Regions from separate parts of the Rattus norvegicus genome. Here region 2 is linked to region 1. Evidence: chromatin contacts called from public Hi-C data. All regions are on one chromosome and are shown on one strand. Each heading gives the region's core, a stretch centred on a gene start, on an enhancer-like site or on the middle of the called end of the contact. The rest is flanking DNA. Distances are from core to core; before and after follow the strand shown. Region 1 has its middle 15 kb from the start of Enc1. Region 2 has its middle 170 kb from the start of Enc1.

What was found. A called contact is a pair of places that touch in the nucleus more often than the background predicts.
Region 2: a Hi-C map of frontal cortex shows a contact between it and region 1, with 2.6 times the contacts expected there. The contact joins two enhancer-like sites. A contact is called at or near these places in 2 of 12 Hi-C or Micro-C datasets (frontal cortex and hepatocytes).

What each region holds. Positions count from the first base shown.
Region 1 is chr2:30,299,302-30,301,976 of GRCr8, reverse strand. No RefSeq gene overlaps it. Among named protein-coding and RNA genes, the nearest start is that of Enc1, 15 kb to the right of the region's middle. Within about 2 kb of position 1,311, at least 9 of the 93 cell types and tissues checked have an H3K27ac peak or open chromatin away from gene starts, as enhancers often do.
Region 2 is chr2:30,449,050-30,451,724 of GRCr8, reverse strand. No RefSeq gene overlaps it. Among named protein-coding and RNA genes, the nearest start is that of Enc1, 170 kb to the right of the region's middle. Within about 2 kb of position 1,369, at least 8 of the 93 cell types and tissues checked have an H3K27ac peak or open chromatin away from gene starts, as enhancers often do.

The DNA of each region.
Region 1 (2,675 bases), core at 62-2,561:
TGAACGAGGGTGCTGGTTGACTCTCCTCTGTCTTTTGATTAGATAGACTCTCAGGAAACACCAGAAAAGGCTCTCACGCAGACTACCACCCACAAACACATACTCCCAAGCTTTCTTCTGCTCTTTCTCTACCCTTCAAATATATCAATTATTTCAAAATTCCTAAGTTCTCTCAAATTGGTTCCCTTCGCCAGAGTGGGTAATGGGCAGGATATTTAAAGCTTTCCATGCATCCGGGGCAGTCTCAGAAGGAGTAGATACTGTTCTTGGCACTTTATTTGGTCATGTCTACTAAGAGCCTGCACTCACCTTTGTGGTCACAGTATTAGCCCAGCTCCCGGGCATGGGAGGGGCAGGTCTCAGCTAGCCAGTCCACCTCCCAACACCCCCTCACGAGTAGTTGTAAAACAACTTAGGGGTAGAACAAGTGATCTGTTAACACAGCAGAGGATTGGTAAAAGACTTGCTGAAATTCCAACAGCCTCTCCCCAACCGCAGCCACCCATCTTTGCCCAGATAACGGTTATGGTTGCCAAGGAAACCGGACTAAAGAGCTAGACAGAAACTCTGTCTCCTTTGGTTTCTCAAGACTCACAAAGCAAGCCCGGCTGTGAGCAGAGCTGGACGTGGCTATGGTAGATTTATGGTAGATTTATCATTTACTTAGCAGAACTGCTTTTGAGTCAGTCACACCGCAGTGTGCGATCCTCCCCTCCTCTAAAAGTTAGGTCTTGAACCTAGAGTTTTCCAATGTCTGACAAATGGTAAGAGCTTTGAAATTCATTGTCTCTGATTAAATTCAAGTGTGGGACAGATGGCTAAGTCTGAGTACATGTCAGACAGGCGGAACACTTAAGATTTGCAACAGGCAGGACCAGGAATTAGCTGTTAACTGTTTGCATTTATTCATACGTTCATGTGCATCATGAATGCGGCTGTAGACGCTTTACTCAAAAACACTCCCAAACAAAGCAACTCTCTCCCTGTGCCAGGCCAGATGCCCTCCTTCAATTCCCTTCACTCAAGATCCTTTCTCCTCGTGCTATAGGAATTATGTGCACCTTTTATACCCAGGCATTCAGGGCAACAGCAGCAACCTTCTCAACCCCTTAGCTTGTCCAGAACCCACAACTTGATCCTCACCTCTTTTCTGGGAACCCGTCTATTGAGATATTTACTTATTTTAATGAACAAACATTTGTCTATAGAAAAGGGGGTAGAGACAAAAAGCAGCCTCAAGCAACTGCAGCTCATTCAGAGCTGTCACACACAGCAAGGGAACCGGGCCACCGCCACTGGCAGAAACTCAAAGGAAGTCAAGTGGGAAGGCTTCATTGTAGGGGAGGAGGGAGGAGAAGGCTGGGGTTGAATAGAGTCGGTCAGCTTTGGGAGACAGCAGGTGGGCCCACTAGATGCCAGCCAGCATCCTGCCGTGGTGATTGGTTGGAACATACATTTAGTTTTGTTTTTTTTGTTTGTTTTTTTTGTTGTGTGTGTGTGTGTGTGTGTGTGTGTGTGTGTGTGTGTGTGGCTTTTTTTTTTTTTTTTGAGGGATGAAAACTTTGGAACCTGTCAGTTATTAATCAAGAACTGGCCGTCCGAGGCTCTGTGTGTGTGTGTGTGTGTGTGTGTGTGTGTGTGTGTGTGTGTGTATGCAGAAAATTAGCATGGGTGTAATTCCTCATGAGCATTCATCCTTGTTTTTAAGATACATCTCTAACTAGCCTGGTGTTTGCCAAATCTGCTAGACTGGTGACCAGCAAGCCCCAGGGATCCTCGGGCCTCCAGCTCCCCACACCCCTCTTCTTGAGTCTCCATGCTTGCACAGCAAACACTTTACTAACTAAGCTATCTCTCCAGTCCCTTTTGAAGCTACTTTTTATGGGGGTATTTGGCTTTCTGGACCAGTTGCAAGACATTGTGATCTGAGTTCTTCCAAGACTGCTTAGAAATAGGCTAGCTTTCTGGTTGGTGACTCAGTTTGAGTCTTAAGTCGTTATCAACCTCCTAGGGGTCTGATTTTTCCTCTCCTCCCTTTCTCCCTCCCTCCCTCCCTTCCTCTGCCCCTCCCTTCCTCTCCCTCTCTCTGTGATGTTATCTTTGGGCATCCATTGTCAGGATTCTTTGAGACATGGCAAAGACACTTTGCACTTGCTTGTTTGCCCTCATGCCAGGCAGCCTCAAGAGCCACTGGTCTCCTCAATCATCTCCCCAAGTCCAGGCTTCTGGACACAACAGATCAAGCCAACCTTGAGCTCCCAGTCTTAGTCTCTTGTCTCTTGGTCATCTCCTTCCACATTTCTAGGCCTATAGGACATTCCAGAGAGCTTGCCTGGAAATCCAGGGTCCCTAGTCCTTTGGACGAGTTATGTAATCTCTTTAAACTGACTCCCTGTTGTACTGGATAGGGGGCAATCAGAGGCTGCTCTGGAGGGCAGCCGTGAGAAGGAATCACTCCTCAGCAGTGCTGTGCAGTCTTCACACTCACCTGCCAGGGCAAACGCTGGAGTTGACATCCATTCACATGCTCCTCCCAACCGTGTTATACAAGTATACATTACCAAGGACCTACTGTGTGCCTGGCACGAGCTTGGCGCTTTCCTTAAATTCATTACACTGCTCAGCTTTGCTCTTTGCACCTGTTGGTGGAGCCTCCATTAGGACGGAGGAAGCGG
Region 2 (2,675 bases), core at 120-2,619, 150 kb before region 1:
CTGAAATGGGCATAACTTATCTGGTTAGTAGCAAAGGCAAAAACCGTGCCTCAGAGCAGGAAACCAATCTACCTGGGTACCAGGGATTATCTCCATTTGGTAGCTGTCAGAGGTAGGGATTATTAAAGTCTTAAGAGCATCCATTTGCTCATGTAATAGTGAGATTATTTTTTATCCTTACCCTGATTGCTCTAGTGGGCTGCTAGGATAGCCCCACTTCGATGTTGATGTACTGTAAGTGTTCATGAGTCAACTAATGCCCCAAAGTCATATAGTATGTAAACACAAAGAGGTTTTATTCTGCCGAAGTCCAACACGCTGGGTTCTCCCATTACTAAGATAGAGAGACAACCAAGTGAGCTCACCGGCCTGATTTAAAGCACATTAGGGGATTCCAGAGGTAGGTAAACTTTTTCTTACTCCCATCTCTAGAGAAATTCTATTACCAGGGTTTTGGGGCTGGAAACTGTTGCTGAGGAAGTCTGGAAACTGCTGCTGACCCATTGTCCTTGCCAGATGACAGGGCAGCTTCTAAAGTCTAGACTTGCCTGGACTTGCCCAGTTCTTGGAACTAGAGATTTAAGTCTAGTCTCCCGAAGCCTGTCATGGAGTCAGCCTAGCCTTCTCAGTATCTGTCTGCTAGGAAGGTTGACAGCTGATATGATAACCTTGACCAGAGTCACACCTTTCCCAGGGCCATCTGGCATCCAATGACTGATAGAATACACTGAGTGTTTAAAAAAAAATGCCCTCGTTCCTTTGCCTCAAGACGGACAAGCTCTGAAGATCAAAATCTGGGATCAGCAGAGTGCTCCAGGGAGAACGTCACTGCAACCTGATCCAGCACAGCACATCCGTTCCTCCCTCCACTTGTTCTGACTGTACCTTGGTCTTCAGCCCCCATCAGTGCTGTTCCCAAAAGCTTTCCCTAAATAAACTTCCTGTGCTCACAGTTCCCTTGCAGAGTTGAGTTTCTGGAGACTAAAAGTCTTATCTCAGAAGTTCCAGAGGATTGGAGGTGAGAAAGATAGTAGCAGGCTCAGACCATGCCGTGAAATAAGTACTCATTGATTTGTTGACTTGAACGAATGGATAATACCTTGTCTTGTTTGCAAGGCTTGACGGGTGACGCAGGGGTAGAGCACTTGCTTAGCATTTCCAAGTAAAGACTATGAAAGAAGAGAGACTTAGAAAACATCCATAACTATTCAAACTCTACGCCTAAATTATATTTGAGAACAAAATTAAAAAGAAAGTGGAAAGTGGGCAAAGTCATTTGTAATATTTCAACACCATTGCTTTTTATAGCCCCGAACTCATGCGTGGGTCGAGCTGCAAACTGTGCAAGAGGCAAGCTACGAAGCAAGAGCCACAGATTACTGACGACTCTTATTTCTGTCCTTATTTTAGATCACTGCTGTCACTCTGCAGATGAGCATGGCAAATATTTGAGATGGGAATGACAGGCAATTCTGTCAGCTTTTCTCTCTTGAAAACCTAAAAGCCTTGTTTGAGTTTGCACAACCACCCTCCCCACCCCCCTTAACCGTGAGCCTTGCCGCAGGCTTAATGGAGATGTAAAAACTCTTGCATCTCTAGGACCTCAGTAACACCAAGGGACCCAACACACAGTGTCCAGGATGCCCCGTTCATGGGCCTGCCTCCTAAGCTGCTTGCATTGGCACTCCAGCGAGCTGGCTTCTTGAAGCCTTACCTTCTCCGCCAGGTTGTTTCTCACTGTTGTGTTTTCTACTCTGATATGAAGAGGCTATTCAAAGAATCTACTCTCTGACCACTCCAGGCAATTTTGCTCGTTAAAAATGTACTGGCATAGGGGACTAGGGAGATGGTTCGGTTGGCTGCTAAGCATGCCTGAGGAACTGAGTTCAGATCTCCAGGAGGCGGCATAGGGCTGGCTGGCCGGCCAGCCTAGGTGACTAGAGAGCTTCAGGTTCAGCGAGGGACATTCATACTCTGCCCTCCAACATGTTACCATACGCATAAACACATACATACATTCAAATATATAAAAAAATATTTTATTGGTGTCTATTCATTTTACATATTACTAAGGTTTGGGGTGCATTGCTTTTTTTTGTTTGTTTTTGGTTTTTGGTTTTGCTTTTTGTGAGTTTGCAATCAGGTCGTAGCACCCATGTAGAGATCAAAGGACAACTTAACAGACAGGAGTCAGTTTCTCCTTCCATCCTATAGGTCCTGGAACAAACTCAGATGCAAAGACTTGGCAGTTGGGGCTGGAGAAATGAGTCAGTGGTTAAGAACACTGGCTGCCTTTCCAGAGGAACGGGGTTCGATTCCTAGCACCTGCATGGCAGCGTATGGCCATCCATCCGTAAGTCCAAATTCAGGGAACCTGACATTCTCTTCTTGCTTCTCGAAGACACCAGCATGCCCATGGTACATAGACAGACATCCAGGTAAAACACCCATATCCATAAAATAAAAATAAAAAAACGAAAAGAAAGACTCGGTGGCAAGTGTCTTTACCCTTTGAGCCATCCTGCTGGCTTTTTTTTTTCTTTATTTTAAAACGGATAGTTGTTTAGGTTAGTTACTTTCTTTCTAAAGATTTCACTGGCGTATGTGCCTTGTGCAATGGTACTGTGTTTCCTAAGGACATCATCTTACAAGTACATGCTGTACTTCCAACAGTT